Regions from separate parts of the Mus musculus genome. Here region 2 is linked to region 1. A link is a contact called in public Micro-C data. All regions are on one chromosome and are shown on one strand. Each heading gives the region's core, a stretch centred on a gene start, on an enhancer-like site or on the middle of the called end of the contact. The rest is flanking DNA. Distances are from core to core; before and after follow the strand shown.

Region 1 (3,114 bases), core at 206-2,705:
TTACATCCCAGGTCAGTTTGGACTACATAGTGAGAACCCATCTCCGAGAAAATAGAAGTTAGCAGACTTTGCAGGGAGGCCTGAGAATACATTTAGGCCTCGGTTTCCCTAGCAAAGAGAGAGGTGGCTGGGTGAGGTGCCTGCAGCTCACGTGACCCAAGCGTCTGTAAAAGCGGCTCACTGTGCAGTCTGGGTAAGTCAGAGAGGCCATCCAACAAGGCCGTGGGAAGCTTGCATTCCAGGGCATTTGGCCCTTCACAGTCAGTGGGAGAGAGAATCCTAGTACCAACAAGGCACAGGGTGGAGCTGTCCACTTACATCCGTCCACCTTGGTGGTCCCCAGTCCTTCCATTCTCTCTATTTTATTGAATCTTATTTGCTTCTCTAAGCAGCCAGGGGCAGGGTCGAGGTATCCTGAGGAATTAACTATGGCGGCAAGTGAACAGTAACAGATGCTGTTGGCCCCAGTCTTGTCTGACTGCCCTGGACTCTCCCCATTCTGAGCTCTTCCCTTGACTCCCTTTGAGTGCCAGAGGCCTAAGAACAGAACAGCTGCTAGCCACACACTAAGCTCTGTATACACCTCACACCTCCTCACACTGCCCTTAGGACGGAAGCGCCCAGAGAAGCTAGGTTGATTTATCCAATATGAACCTGCTAGCAAGTGCCCTTGGCCCAGTCTGTGCAAGTCGGGGCCTGGCTCCACACTGGCGTGGGGAAGGGCAGGTCTTGGCAGCTGTAAGTGTCAGTTGCCCTAAGACTTCTCTTACTGAGTCCTACCTTTTTGTTCGTCTTTGAGACAGGGTCTCTATGTAGCCCTGCCTGGCCCAGAACTTGCTTTGTAGGCTTGGCAATGTTGAGGCTCACAAACATCCACCTGCATCTGCCTCTCAGACACTAGGATTAGAGGTGTGCTGTGTGCCACCACACCAGGCCCTTTTTCTTTAAATAAATTACTGTTCAAACAACAGCGTCTCACTGTAGTGCCCAGGCTGGCCTCAAACCTTGGACCTGAGCCGTCTTCATGCCTCAGATCGCAGTAGCAGAGACCATGGGTCACACCTTCGAGGTTCACTGATCCAGTAAGCACACCCAAAGCTAAGGTTAGCATTATGCTGGCCTGCCTGTTCCCCAACCCTTTTGTGCCATTGAACATTGTTTGTCAGCCACTGTGTCACAGGAGATGTAATGATGAGTCAGGATGAGACTGTCGCATGCTACAGGCCAGCTGGGGGCATCCAGACCTGTGGGGAGGCCTGCATGCCAGCAACCAGAATTCTTCTGTTTTCTGCTCAGTCTGGAACCTTCTGAGTGGTGCTGAGTTTGAAGAATCCACTCCTTTTGGTTCTGCAGCGTAGGGAAATCAGAGTGACCGACCAGTGCCTGAGAAGCCTCCAGACTGAGGCTGAGGAATATGTGTGCAGGCCTCTGCCTCCTGACCTGTGCAGCTGTGTTGATTGGGTCACCGGTGCTGTTGCTCTTGGGACATGCACAGCAGGCTGGGCCTGGACTAGAGACAACTTCCAAAGAGATCAAAACAGGCAACTTGGTTCAAACCCCCAGGGGCCAGGTCCTTCCTCTGCTGTCAGGACCAGCCCCTTCTTGTCTGTTGGTTTCTTCCTTTGCCTCCACTGCTGCCTGGTGTCTTGTGGTACTGCTCAGGGCTGAGATCTGGCTATCTCTGCCTTAGCCTGGACCACGCTAGGCACCCAGGCCCATAGCTTCCCTCCCCTCCCCAGCCAGCTGCTCCTCTGGCCAGTTGCTCACCCGGGTTGTGATATTTAGAACCTGATGCCTTGCCAGTCCCAGACCACGTGCACATGTTATCTTAGTTCATCCCCACACTATCAGTGAGGAAACTGAGGTGCCAGCAGGTGTCTTAGACCAGCCAGGGTCATGGTACCATGCTAGGAAGTGGCAGACGGGATCCGGCCTCTGAGAACATGACATGCAGAGTTCCCGTTTAGAGACACAGTCGGGGAGAACCACGGAGTTAGAATGGAGACCTGTGCACCTCTGCCAGGACAGTGCTGCCATGGCGCCTTCTCCCCAAGGGGAATGGCAGTGGATGATGCCACTTCCTGTCAGAGGCTGTTGTGATGGTTACGTGAGCTAATTTTTACAGAGCATTGTGGCGTTGCCTCCCCAACACACATTGAACACTCAGTAACAGAAATGGCTGTTACAAGTGGGAGAATCATAATTCTGGGGCCAGCCTCAACTACTTAGCAAGGCACTTCCTCCAAAACAGAAGAAAAGATGATTGCTGCTAAACTTTCTTTTTTTAAGATTTATTTATTTACTTTATATACACTGTAGCTGTCTTCAGACACATCAGAAGAGGGCATCAGATCCCATTACAGATGGTTTTGAGCCACCATGTGGTTACTAGGAATTGAACTTAGAACCTCTGGGAGAGCTGTCAATGCTCTTAACTGCTGAGTCATCTCTCCAGCCCTCTACTAATCTTCTTTGTTTGAGATAGCATTCTATCCCATGGCCCAACTCTCTATGTAGCATAGACTGACCTCCAATTCAAAATCCTCCTGCCTCAGCATGCCAAGAACTAGGATCATGGCTGAGAGGTGATGGCGCATGCCTTTAATCCCAGCAGATGGAAGGGAGAAGCAGGCAGATCTCTGAGTTCAAGGCCAGCCTGGTCCACAGAGCAAGTTCCAGGACAGCCAGGGCTACACAGAGAAACCCTGTCTCAAAAATCCCGAGTGTTAGGGTTATAGCTGTGCACTACAACACCCAACCGCTAATGCTTCTCCAAGTCCTGCTTCCTCAGTCAAAGCCTCGCTCCCTGTGCTCCTCACGGGGTCCTGTGGTCAGCTTCTGTATTTGAATTGCCCAGTCTGGGGAATTTTCTGCACTGAGGTAGCCGTGGCCATAGTGCTGTGGTCCCCTGCATAGGTGTGGCCTATATCTGTGGTGGTGGAAGGTGTCTGGTACTTGGTACACTGCTGTGACACTGGAGAAGGAAGTGGGATCTAGCCTGAGTGGTGGCATCATTTTTCCTTGGCCCATAGGTATCATGGGTCCCAACAAGGATCTAGGTAACATGTTTGCCCAGAGGTCTGTCAATGGCTCTGGAATTGACGAGCCAGGACA
Region 2 (3,114 bases), core at 211-2,710, 400 kb after region 1:
ACCTGGAAGTGTTTGGAGTCCTGCTTCTAGGGCTGCCGTGGAACCCGGCTCCTGACAGCTATCCTTAATACCATATAATTCTGGTGATACCTAGTTTTATTTTGGGTTATTTTGTTATTACATTATTTGCCAGGACTGAGGATTGAACCTGGTTCCCACATGTGCTAGGCATGTTTGCCGCTGAGCTGTATCAACCTTTGTAGATGCCTTCTGTTTCGTTTGAGACAGGGTCTCATCTCACTATGGCCCTGCCATTGCCTCTCAGTGCTGGGATTAAGGTTGTATCACCATGCCCAACCTTGGTTTTGTGCTTTTGAGACAGGGTTTTCTATGAGTACTAGGCTGGCTTTGTACTTAACTGCCCCAGGCTAGCCCCAGTAGTCCTTCCCCAGACTTCAGTGCTGGGATTGCAATGTTACCATTGTTATTTAGACAGAGTTTCACTTGGTAATTCTGGTTGGCCTGGAACTCTGTGTGTGTGTGTGTGTGTGTGTGTGTGTGTGTGTGTGTATGCGTGTGTATGCATGCGAGTGTATGCGTGTGTATGCCTGTGTATCAATCAAGCTGGCCTTGAGCTTACTGAGGCCTTTGGTGGCATATCTCTTCATCGCAGCTCTAAGAGAGGCTGCAGCAGGAGGACTTTGAGTTTGAAGTGAGCCCTTGCTGTATATAGAGATCTTGTCTCAGAAGACTGAAAGGGGAAGGAAAGACAACGGTCCCCACCCCCACGGGCTTTGATTCCTGGGCCAGGCCCTTGAAATGTAGAGTTTAACTTGTATGTGTGTGCTGAGTGCTCTTCATATCTACAAGGACATAGGTAACAGCAGGTTGAATCAGACCCTGCTAGGAGCTCGGGCAAACAGTCTAAGAACATTCTTAGAGGTAGCTGGCCAACTGCCGGAGAAGGAAATTGGTTTTAAGGACTGAATGTTGCAGGCTTGGAGGTCAGAACATAACTGGTCAAAAAGTGGTTTGGGTTCATTTTTTGAAAAAGATTTTTAATTTTGATTATGTATGTGTACATGACTATGGGTGCCCGTGGAGGTCAGAAGAGTTAGATCTTCCTGAAGTGAGTTACAGGTATTCAGGTCTGCTGCAAGAACAGTGTGTGGTATCAGCCATCTCTCCAGCCCTGGGTAATTATCTATTTATTGATAAATACCCTGGGGTTGGACGTCCGTGCCTAACAAGACAACCCAACTCTTTCCTTGGTGTGTCCCTTGTTGGGTTAAGGCTGGCCCTCTGATTTTAGTTAGTTGCACAGTGACCTGGGGTCTGGAACCATCCAGAACAGCTCCACTCCCCTGCCATAGGCAGGACAGCTCTGCTCCCTCGCCTGTTTGAAAACCGCCATGTGTGCCTCTATGATGTTTTCCCTGCCCTCCTATCATGTGGGTCCTGGGGTTCACCCACTGAGCCAACCCCTCCCCCACATTGTTTTCCTTTTGAGATAAGAGGCTCACAACTCAGACCATTCTCCTTCCTCTGCCTCCCTAAAGTATGGTTTCTAAGTGTGCCGCCACAGCTCAGTGCTCCCACTTCTCTTTCCAGTGGGCTGCCCTGCCGGTGTCTTTCCTTTTCACTGCCTTAGCTCTTGTGGTTAAAGTGCAGGTATGAGTCTCTGTTCTGTGCCCTCAGATCCCTAGCCACTGCTGGGATGGTGCCCGTAGGGTGGTGCACCTCTGTCTTAGGGACAGCTCACTGGGTAGTGTGCTGGGCACTGAATAAGATGCTAAGTTTGTTACCTGGATCTGGGTCAGGGTTACTTTCAGACCTCTGTCACCAGGCTAAAGCAGGCTGACTGAATGTGGTTTCCGTGTCAAGTTCCTGGAAGGCAAAACAAACACAGGGTCTGCTGTGGCTCAGGCTTGTGATTGCAGGCTATGCTCCCAGAAACCTGATGACTTTGGTCATTATAGCAAGTCCCCAGTAAAGATGGAAGTGGGCAGTGTTAGCAGTCAGTGTTAGTTAGCCTGCTTCCTGGTCTGCTGGGGTTCGAGCCTGCTGGCCTCTGGTTCCTCATGTGCCTGCTACTAGGCACCATATTTTTCCTCACTGGGGGTAGCACCAGGCAGTATGGTTTTTGTTTTGGAACATGGTTCTGTAGCTCAGGCTGGCCTGGAACCCAGGTTAGGCCTCGGGTAGTATGTATAGCTTAGCTCTTAGGAACCTTTGCCAAGTGACCCCCACCCCCATTACTCAGCCTGGGCTGGGCTGGGCTGGGCTGGGCTGGGCTGGGCTGGGCTGGGCTGGGCTGGGCTGGGCTGGGCTGGCCTCTGGGAAGTTGGGCTTGAGAACATGCTGCTTTTGTGAGTTGGGGTGCGTGTGCGCGCCTGTGCGTGTTTGTGTGGTGGCCGGCAAGGCTGGAGTACGGGCAGAAGATGCAGGACCGTGTGCCCAGCTCCTTAGTTCATTCCCTTAGTCTTTAGGAAGAGCCTGCTCATGGATGTCTGTGTGGGGTACATGTTTGTGGGATGCAAACATGGACTTCCTGGGTGTCCAAGGTGAAGCAGTGTGGCCACGGGGTTTTCATGGTTGATTGAAGCCACGTGCCTCTTGTTTTCATCAGAGGTTGGGGGCAGCATCCTGATACCTGCCAGAGTTTGGTCCTCATGCTAGCCCATCTTCTGCGTCTGATAAAAATCCTCTGTGTAGCCCAGGCTGGCCTCAAACTCACCATCCCCTGCTTCAGCCTCCTGAGTGCTACGGATTACTCCAGTCAGATTTTGAGGACTCAGAACCTGACACTAGACAGGACACGTGCCTCCTGTCAGTCCTATGACTTAGGGCAGGCTCTCCCTGGCCAGCCATTCTGCGATACAGTCTGTATTTCTTGGGCTAGGGAGACCCAGTGATCTCTCAGCCAGCAGGCAGAGCTAGTCCTTAACTCTGCGTACTTATGTATTGGGCGGTTTTCCTTTAGCTCTGACCAGCCCTGTCCAAGACCCGAAGACATGCTCTGGGGGCTCAGCAGTGCTGTGCAGAGATGTGAAGACGGCGGTGGACTGTGGGGCCGTGAAGCACTGCCAGCAGATGGTCTGGAGCAAGCCCACAGCGGTGAGTGCCCGCTCCCAGTGTCTATGCAGAGCACTTGGTCCTTGCCCCTGCCCCTGC

The links. A called contact is a pair of places that touch in the nucleus more often than the background predicts.
Region 2: a contact with region 1 is called in a Micro-C map of B cells, with 4 times the contacts expected there. The contact joins two enhancer-like sites. A contact is called at or near these places in 2 of 39 promoter capture datasets (frontonasal cranial neural crest and pre-B cells), 1 of 15 datasets of contacts at CTCF or cohesin (large pre-B cells), 4 of 484 Hi-C or Micro-C datasets (B cells, CD8 T cells, double positive thymocytes and 1 more), 6 of 115 datasets of contacts at active chromatin or transcription factors (the 230-238 cell line, bone marrow-derived macrophages, embryonic midbrain and 2 more) and 1 of 9 other capture datasets (liver).

The regions. Positions count from the first base shown.
Region 1 is chr10:59,883,831-59,886,944 of GRCm38.p6, forward strand. The region is part of intron 1 of Dnajb12 (DnaJ heat shock protein family (Hsp40) member B12); the gene reads left to right. Among named protein-coding and RNA genes, the nearest start is that of Dnajb12, 5.8 kb to the left of the region's middle. Within about 2 kb of position 1,456, at least 101 of the 459 cell types and tissues checked have an H3K27ac peak or open chromatin away from gene starts, as enhancers often do. A contact at or near this core is called in the 230-238 cell line, B cells, CD8 T cells and 3 more, where this site is marked.
Region 2 is chr10:60,288,716-60,291,829 of GRCm38.p6, forward strand. It overlaps Psap (prosaposin), which reads left to right. Exons shown (of 15, transcript NM_011179.3): 2 at 2,924-3,057. Among named protein-coding and RNA genes, the nearest start is that of Psap, 13 kb to the left of the region's middle. Within about 2 kb of position 1,461, at least 89 of the 459 cell types and tissues checked have an H3K27ac peak or open chromatin away from gene starts, as enhancers often do. A contact at or near this core is called in the 230-238 cell line, B cells, CD8 T cells and 3 more, where this site is marked.